Linked DNA regions of Danio rerio: region 1 is linked to region 2. A link is a contact called in public Hi-C data. All regions are on one chromosome and are shown on one strand. Each heading gives the region's core, a stretch centred on a gene start, on an enhancer-like site or on the middle of the called end of the contact. The rest is flanking DNA. Distances are from core to core; before and after follow the strand shown. Region 1 holds the start of arhgap15 (Rho GTPase activating protein 15). Region 2 has its middle 100 kb from the start of acvr2aa.

What was found. A called contact is a pair of places that touch in the nucleus more often than the background predicts.
Region 1: a contact with region 2 is called in a Hi-C map of embryo, with 2.5 times the contacts expected there. The contact joins the promoter of arhgap15 here to the enhancer-like site in region 2. A contact is called at or near these places in 6 of 18 Hi-C or Micro-C datasets (caudal fin, embryo, fibroblasts and 1 more) and 1 of 4 datasets of contacts at active chromatin or transcription factors (caudal fin).

What each region holds. Positions count from the first base shown.
Region 1 is chr9:27,614,855-27,619,980 of GRCz12tu, forward strand. It overlaps arhgap15 (Rho GTPase activating protein 15), which reads right to left and starts at 2,617. Exons shown (of 13, transcript NM_001128555.1): 1 at 2,483-2,617; 2 at 1,400-1,459; 3 at 1,158-1,219. The coding sequence starts at 2,617.
Region 2 is chr9:27,168,844-27,173,944 of GRCz12tu, forward strand. No RefSeq gene overlaps it. Among named protein-coding and RNA genes, the nearest start is that of acvr2aa, 100 kb to the left of the region's middle. Within about 2 kb of position 3,753, at least 14 of the 62 cell types and tissues checked have an H3K27ac peak or open chromatin away from gene starts, as enhancers often do. A contact at or near this core is called in caudal fin, where this site is marked.

The DNA of each region.
Region 1 (5,126 bases), core at 1,367-3,866, 440 kb after region 2:
AGATAGATAGATAGATAGATAGATAGATAGATAGATAGATAGATAGATAGATAGATACGTACGTACGTACGTACGTACATACAACATACATACATACATACATACATACATACATACATACATACATACATACATACATACATACATATATATATATATATATATATATATATATATATATATATATATATATATATATATATATATATATATATATATATATATACATATATACATACTCGATTCAGCTTCTGTCAGGTCTTTCAACCATGTAGTATTGTGATGTCTTACATTTAAAGTATTTTATAAATACTCAAATAACAGTTAGTATTTTGGATATAAACCCACGTCTATTTGAGCAATTAAAATAGAGTAACTCACCTCAACTTGGTGCTTCAAATGGCTGCTTCAAGTACGTCGTTACACCAATAGGTGGCGATACGCAACCATTAAAATATATATACCCAACTGATTCATTCATTCAGATTCATCCAGTAATAAAACACGATTTTAAGAGCGAGTCATTGAATTGTTCATTCATACTGAGCTTTAAATATTGAAGTTAATACGGCTCTGGAGAAAATTAAGCGACCATTTTATTATTGGTTCTATAGATTTTTTATTGTGTTTTGATTCAATTCAATTCAAGTTTATTTATATAGCACTTTTAAAATGTAGATTGTGTCAAAGCTTCTAAACATAGAAGTTCTAGTCCAGATTTCAGAGTTGAAGTTCAGTTTACTTCAGTTCAGTGTGCTTTGAATTTTACTGCTGAAACACTTAAGAGCAAATCCATCGATGCGCAGCTCCAGTAATGTAGTAAAAAAACTTAGTTTGTATTTTATTTCATAAACTACATATAATGTCTTCAGAGTCACCACAAAATGGTGTCATTTAGAGCAATTATTTAGCAGAAAATGACAAAAGGCCAGTATAAGATATTCCATGTTTCAGAACTTATTGGGGGTAAAACATGTAGGCTACATATTTTACACACACTCATATATGTAATTATGTATAATTACATGTTTATTTATGTATAATTACATATGTATAGCATTTTATTATAAAAAAAAAAAACAATGTGATCACCAGTATATCCAGAAGCAGCTCTATTAGATATACAGATAGACAGACAGACAGTCAGATAGACGAACCGTAATTTCTTTCCTCCTTCAGCAATTTTGGCTTTGTTCAAATATTCCCCTTTTAAAACAGGCTGTAACAAAAACGAAAACACAATGACAAAAATAAATTAATAAATTAAAACAAACTGGTTAATTTGTGCATTTTATTTGATTAATAAGTTATTTTTTCTTCTTGATAATTTCAGTTTAGATTTGTGTTGTCCAAAACAATCTTAATATTGCTAATTTCCAAAAACACAACTGGATCATACCTGCAACCCAACAGAAACTTCACTGTTATGCTGAGACTGATTCCTCCGGTGACGGTTGATCTAAAATAGAGAATGTGGTGTTAAGTAAGTATATTTCCAAATATATCTAATAATACATTTAATTCAATCACAATCCTGCTCAAATTGTTTATTGCAAGGTTTATTTTCAGTTTGGCAAGACACTGCAGGTATATTAAAAAATGTATTTAAAATATGTATCACCATTATTACAGATTAGTGATTATGTTACGAATTGTTTTGTACATAAAATGTACATTAAGAACATTCAAAGGTTTTCTAAAATGCTGTGTTTAAATGTGCAGATGAGTTATTATTTCTGTAACTATGCACTAATTTGCACACATTTATATCACAAAAATCTCATTATTTGTTGAAGTCAGGTTTACAGTTTTAAATTTAGACACTGGAGTGAAGGGTTTTTACTGTTTTATCACTCCACAATTCATAAACAATTGAAAATATCTTATTTTTTTATAAATATTTTGTATGCAATCAGGCAAATTAGGTATCCATTATCCATATCTCTCTGTAAAAACCTTCACAAAGATATAAATAAAACTGTGATGCTTCATGTATGTAAAAGCTGCATTAAAATTTATGAATGCAAGAGGAAGGAGGAAAAAAAGAGTATTTTTAAGAAAATAGCTTAATATGTATTGTCATTAAAACAGACATAGGCTGATTAAATTAGACTAAAAAGCCCCAAAATCTCAATATTGAAAAGTACTGCATGAAAAAAACTGTATTTTGCCTCCCGTGTCTCCCCTTGATTTTCATAAATGTACAGCAAATGTACAACACCAAATTTTCATCACAGTAAAAAGTGAAACAGAAGCGGAGGATATTTAATGTTTGGATAGAAACGGTGGGAGGCTGAGAGCAATAAATGCAGTGCTGTTCTGCCCTCTGCTGTTCTCTGTCTGGGTGTTTCTTAAAACAGCCAATGCAACAGGAAGCTTCCGGTTAGGTGTTGAATGTGAAGATGTAGTCATGCACACTCATACATACTGATTTCCTGAATGAGCAGAGATTGTGAAGGAGTGTGATTGTGCTGATGCTCACGGGTTTCTGTAGTGTTTCGGCCTCTGGCAGGACCATAGATTTGGTCTGGCTGAGTCTTTCTCCAGTGCTGCTCTGAGAGTTCTTGATTCTCAGCTGAACAGCTCCAGGAAGCACCAGTGCTGGCGGCTTTTGCATCGCTATGACACTGAAAAAAAAAACATTTACGTTGGCTGAGCATGAGAACGGTGCACGAGTCAGACACATCAATAATAAAGGCATAGTTTTGAATGACAGGGATTCTGGTAACATTTTATAATGAGGTCTTATTTGACATTATGCAATGCATAAAAAACACTATAACAACGATCAATCCATTCTGAACATTTAATATTATTAACATTTGTAATTGTCAGTTCATTTAAAAATTCACTGCAAAAATAACAATGACATTTTATTTATGTTGTTGTCATTACAGTGTAGTTAATTATTTACCAATATCTGTAACATTAAATAATTACATGTTCTTTATGGTTATAATGCGGGATAGGTTTAGAATTATTTGTATGTAATTATGCATAATTAATTAGAGTTACTTTAGTTACTAAACAGAACATAAAAGGTACACCTTAAAATATAGTGTTACCAAAAATATATTAATAAATATTGACCGTAATATTAACTATGATAAATAATTTTTTTGATATTATTTGTTGTTAGTTTTTTGTGGCCCACACTGAATCTGCGCATGCAAAAATCTGCAGATTTTCAGCCCATCATTTATTTACTTGTGTAAATGTTTGTAAATGTATTATTAAATGTAATATTAAATGTAAATGTAATATTTAATCAGTTTTTTTAATTAGTTTTAGTAATATTATTGGCTAATGTGAAAATGTTCATTTGATTTATTTATAATACAGTTTGTAAAGTAATATTTCCTGTATTTTAGTAGATATGTGATGAGGGAGACTTGCTTTGTTTGCATAATAATTGGTTTTATATTGTAAACTTTAAATAAAAATTCAAAAACTAATTTGAATTTCTTATATTATGTTTTTATTTACAATACTCTGCAAAATTTTGCACAGGAATAGCAAAAGATGTCTGCATATTCTGTCTGACCCTAGCAATTATGTATTTATATAGTTAAAAAATTTTAAATGAAAATTGTTACTGAAATTTGATTTAATAAATGTATATACAATTGAAGTCAGAATTATTAGCCTCCCTGTTTATTCATTAATTCATTTTCTTGTCGGCTCAGTCCCTTTATTACTCTAAGGTCGCCACAGAGGAATGAACCGCCAACTTATCCAGCAAGTTTTTACGCAGCGGATGCCCTTCCAGCCGCAACCCATCTCTGGGAAACATCCACACACACTCATACACTATGGACAAATTAGCCTACCCAATTCACCTGTACCGCATGTTTTTGGACTGTGGGGGGAAACCAGAGCACCCGGAGGAAACCCACATGAACGCAGGGAGAACATGCAAACTCCACACAGAAACGCCAACTAGGCCGAGGATCGAACCAGCGACCCAGCGACCTTATTGCTGTGAGGCGACAGCACTACCTACTGCGCCACTGCTTCGCCCGCCTCCCTGTTTATCTTTCCCCAATTTCTTTTAACGGAGAGAAGATTCTTTCAGCAAATTTCTAAACATAATAGTTTTATCTATAGATATGAGATAAATAGTATCTTATTTCTAATAACTGATTTATTTTACTTTGCCATGATGACAGCAAATAATATTTGACTAGATATTTTTCAAGACAATTCTATTCAGCTAAAAGTGACATTTAAAGGCTTATTAGCTTAATTAGTTTAACTAGGCAGGTTAGGGTAATTAGGCAAGTTATTGTATAATGATGGTTTGTTCTGTAGACTATCAGGAAAAAATAGCTTAAAGGGGCTAATAATTTTAACCTTAACATGTTGTTTTTTTTATTTAAAACTGCTTTTATTCTAACCAAAAAACAAAAAAAAAACAAATCGGTCTTTCTCCAGAAGAAAAAAAATATTATCAGACATACTGTGTAAAATTCCTTGCTCTATTAAACATCATTTGGGAAATATTTAAAAAAAGACTAAAATTCAAAGGGGGTCTAATAATAATTTGGATTTCAACTGTATAAAATGCTTTTTTGTTCATATAAAAAATTTGTTTTATATGTAAAGTTGAAGAAAACAGACATATTGAACGACCAATTTAAAGAAAAGCATCAAATGTACAATATAAAATATATTTGGTTTTCTATTTGATGTTGTTTATTACATGTTGTTTTTTAAAGTAGTGGATAAAATATGAAAATAATATAGTTTCAGAGAACAGAAGATAATTCATACACATAACTTTTTATCAAAAAATCTTCAACATATAAATCTAGGAAACACACTTCTGTAACAAACATTTTGTCTAAAAACCTTACATTTACAGAAATATTGGCCTGTGTGACAACTAGCCAGGTCTTAGCTAGCATTATTTTGTTTCATAGTAGCTTTTAGTTTGCTCACATAACCCTGCAAGAGTCATCAAGCTAAAATCACAGTAAAATTCAACTGCAAATTTGTCAGAATCAACACAATTTACAAATACATCACAGCGCTGCATTAACTTCCTCAGTCGCTTCATTTTCTGAGCTGCAATATCTGTTTACGCTGCGTTTAAAATGTCCTTTTTTATAAAATGTTTAAGTGTG
Region 2 (5,101 bases), core at 2,503-5,002:
TTTGGTTATAATTCTTGGCTCTGCAAAAAAAAAAAAAAAGTAAAAGTCATCTGATGCAACATGTGCAGATCTACATGTAATGCCGAGAGCTATAATAAATTTACTTTAATCATGCAGGACCTCTCTTATCTTGATCTTGTAGGGTATTTTTGTTCGTTTTAGTGCCATTTCTGACACAAGCCTCATCAATTTCCGACCCTGGTCCAGACATAGTAATTTCTCTAATTTTCTATTAGGAGTCAATAAATGTTTATGGGAACTACCGAGGGCTGGTTTAACAATAATAGCGAACGACAGCAGACGCTGAGGTCATACTGACATTTCCCACCGTTTCTCTCAAGGTTTAAAACTAGTGGACCCAATTTAGATCCTAAAATATGGCTTCCACCCAGAGTGTCCGAAACACCTAATATCTTCCCCTGTCTTCTCTTGGGAAACACGGCGCAGGGCGTTTTATATGACCTCAGCAGTAAAACGACATGATGTCAGTCGCTTGAATTTAGGACACAATACACTTCACTGTTTAGATGATTCCTTTCCCATGATGATCATCCTTATTATAGGCAGCATTAATGGACTCAAGAGCAGGCTGATGTTCAATGAGATAAAGCAGACTGTGAACATCTACTGCGAAAAGACTCTAAACTCTAAACAAAAATGGCACTAAATTGCACTGGAAATGGTTTATTGGCTCGTAATCATAGGTGAAGCACTTGTAGAGCTGTACAACATTTATATTTCCTCACCATTTCCTCACACTCAAATGGTTCTAAAGTTTTATTAATTTCTTTCTTGTTTTGAACACTCATACACACACAAAAGATATTCTGAAGAATGTTGGGAAAAAATCAGCCTCTGACATTAATTATAGGGACAAAAAAAACTAAAAATCCTGTACCATAAAAGTCAGTAGGTGTTTTATTTCATGTTTCGGAAATGGGGCCGGCAGACCAATTTGTGCTTTTGAAAACACTATTGGTTGGGTTTAGGGAAGGAGGAGGGAGGGAGGGAGGATGAGTGGGTGGGTCTGTCGGTCGGTCGGTCGGTCAGTCAGCCAGTCAGTCATTCAGTCAGTCAGTCAGTCAGTCGACAGCTGCCTCTGGTAGATTCAATCGAGAAATTTGAGATCTGAAAAAGCATACACAGCGGCCTCTAGTGGATTTGCAAAAACAAAAAATACAAAAACTACAAAAAAGAGAAATGTATATAGCCAGCCTGATCTCACGAGGAAACTTAAGTATTTTATGTTTTGTCAGTTTTGTGGCTAATTCCCCTAACCCCAACTATTATTGGGTGATGAGCAAATGGCACTAAATTGTACGAATTAGAATATACAAATTTTTACAAATTAGCCACAAAATCAAAAAGTTACAAATTGCCATGAGATTGCGTTGATAGCGGCACATTTTTTAGAATGAGCCTGGGTTGTTGTTTTCTTCCAGCAGAAGAAATAAATAGATTTGAAACAAGTGAAGGATGAGTAAACGATGTTTTTTTTTTTTTTTTTTTTTTTTTTTTTGGGTGAACCAGCGAACTATACCTTTAAATGTGCTGAACAACAGCTTTGTCAAATAGTGTTTTGTAGAACTTTATAAGATTTTACTAATGTATAATGTAAGATTTTACTAATGTTTGATTTTATAATGGCAAAAGTTGTTTTGAATCACATCTATGCTTTTATAAGGTCAAAAAATCTAGTATATTTCTGTTATATGTGGTCCCGGCATATCTCTTTTTGGATGACTTTAGGGAAAACAGCTAAGAACCATGCTATCTCAAGGAAATATACAATTATTAATGCTTTTTTCAATTTCTAATCACAAAGACTTTGCTAAATAAAGTTTACAAAAATGTTGTTGTTGTGATGCTATACAATAGTTATTATTGGTTCCACAAAATACTTTTTAGTGGACATTTTTATTAGTACTAAATATATTAAAAATAAATAAATGAATGAATGAATGAATGAATGAATGAATGAATGAATGAATGAATGAATGAATGAATGAATGAATAGCCCTTTTCCACTACAAAGAACCTATTTATGGAATGGACAGATTATTTTGATGCTAAAGGTTCTTTGTGGAAACATCAACACCCAGGCCTGTAGGTTCAAAAGACCCACCACTCTCTGACAAAGGTCCAGAATTTGTCCCATACATGAGGTCATTTGTCTTATTTTCATTCCTATGCCATCCTAAATAGTATAAATAACCCACCAAAAAAAGGCTTTAAGACCATTTCATTTTGGTGTGACTTCAGTAATCAGTTTTGGCCAATGCAAACAATTATTTTTAAAGAGTCCAACATCCAGCAGTGCAAGAAAACATACAATCTGGTGTAAGTGAAGTCATCTTTCGCTACTGTATTGTTTTTAAAAAGAGAAAACTTTTGACAAGTAACTTTTATTCAAAATTCAATTATTCTTGAAACAAATAATTACCCATGTTAAGATTAATCTGAATACTATTGTTGTTATCCATGAATTTTCAAATGTACTTCATTACAAGAGAGACTATAAATATCATGAAGCTTTACATTATTGTTGTTATTATGTTTTATTATTATTATTATTCAAATGGCCAAATTCTGACAAATATGCTGGCCTGTTCGTTATTTGCCCAATAAATAACAATAGACTACAGTTTATCAGACAAAACATGTTCCCATTTTTTCTAATGGTATGTGATAGATTAATTATGCAATGAGTATTTTAGGTATTTTTAGCAAAAATTGTGTAGCAAAAAGTGTGGTTATAATGGCCATCTGACAAACTAAAAATAGTGCTTAAAATGTCACCAAAATGCAGTTTTTAAATCTCAAAAAAATAATACCAGACTTATTATTTTTAAGAAAAGACTAAGAAAGAGTTAAAGAACGCTTAAAGAACTGCACTCAATTTATCTTTATTTCTATAGAACTTTTACAATGTAGATTGTGTCAAAGCAGCAATAGAAAGATTAAAAAAAGATTTTAAAAAGTCATAATATTCCAGATTGTGGAACATTTTAGCATATCAGGCCTTACTCTGAGTTAAAACGCTGGTGAAGTTTTTGTCAGATTAAAACAGATTTAGTTTAGTAAGTTAAAATTGAAATGGAATACGTTTTACTAAAGAGCAGCTCCACCGACCTCAACCAAGCAAACCAGAGGAAACCAAAACTCAGCCACTTGACGGAAGTGGAGAACAAACCTTAGAGGAAGCCAGGCTGTATAGAGGACCAGTTTTGTTCTGGTCAAACGCATACCATACAGAGGTTCTTTACCATAGGCATACCATACATTCAACAAGCTCTTTATATGACAATAGCACTATAATCAAGCCGATAAACCATTAAAAAAACCAAACTGGGCATTTTTGATGGCGACTGTGCTATATACCACCTCAACCACTTCAAAGAACCACTGAAGAACTTGTGTGGCTGTGTATGTGTGCACATTCGTAATGCAATGTGGTTGATTGATTAAAAATGTCTTTTTATTCTCTGCTGGAATTGCTAACTATAGACTCATTAAACATCCCATGAGTGATTGTTAAACAGATTTCCTGATGCTCTATTTATAGCGGCAGTACCACATAAAGCCGTTTTTCCCACAAGTCCTCTCGTGCTGTGAGGGTCTCTGAACACCCCCTACACAGAGATCTCTGCGGAGGAAAGCTCAGACGCTTGCAGCTCTAATCATCGAGTGACCATTCCCAGCAGCCAGAGGAGCAGGTCAAGCACAGGGCAAATGGGCATGGGAAAAATGCAACAATTATATCATTTCCTGCTCTGCATTCGCTATGAAAAACTGGAGAGCGTTTACTGCTGGGTGGAGCCATTGAGTTGAGCCAGTAAGGCTGCTGTGAGTGTGAGGCTTGTGGAGCTTATAGTGAAACTGTCATTTTGGGCTCTTCCTTCAAACTGAGAGGAAATTCTTCCCATCACTAATATTTATTTGACTGAATTTTAGAAAGAAAAATAGAGAGAATTATATGTTTTTTTTCCAGTTTATTAATATCATGTATTTAATTAATTAATCTATATTTAATTTATTTTCTGGTTTGTCAGTTAAGGCTTAAATCATTCTCAAGATTTTTTTCATCAGCACTTCTTTTACTAACACTCTTATTCTTTTATCTAATCTATTCTCTGTTCTCGGTTTACTGTATGCATCTTTATACATATTTATAAACAAATAACTTTGATCTCCTAACTCCAACAATCTCTTTTCTATTTAAATTTTTTACTTAGAGTGACCTTCCAACGCTTAAACTTTCTCTCTCACTGATATATATAGTCTATGTGTGTGGGCTAGAGAAAGACAGAGAGAGTTTTTGAGGTTCAGACAATGTTTAATGTATCAATAAATTACACACTCACTACATTCACCAATTATATAACAACACCAAAAATTATATGATCAATTAGTCATGGCAGCATATAATTTTAGCTCATTGTAACTTGAGGTAAAGACTAAACTACGCTTATCATGTTCTAATCTATTTTTATAAGCTACACAAGCTGTTTTTAGTCAGTTTAACATAATATAAGCTTAATAGACTCATACAGTTAATTTAATTTAACTTAAAAATTTAAGGCACCCGGAATTTTTATTATTTAGAGAAGGAATCAATTTCAATTAGTTCAACTAAACTAAAAGTTAATTTTAAAACTTATTTTTTTTTAATTAAATAAAAAAATGACATTTCAAAGGCATTTAAATTATAAAACTAAACAAAATTATTGATACATTAATAAAGTAATAAATAACTGGTTGTAATTGTTCATTTGTATTTGCATTTTTATATTAATTAAAATTACACAAAGTACAGTATTCATATATGCATTTTCTCTGCATTGTAGTTGTAAAATTACAGTAAATAAATAAATATATAAATAAATATTATTATGGTGGCTCAGTGGTTTGCACTATTGCCTCACAGCAAGGTCTCTAGTTTGATCACTGGCTGGGTCAGTTGACTATTCTGTGTGAAGTGAATAGGTGATTCAAATAAAACTAAATTGTTCGTAGTGTATGTTTGTGTGTGAGAATGAGTATGTATGGGTGTTCCCCAATACTGGGTTGCATCTGAAAGGGCATCCGTTGGGTAAAACAT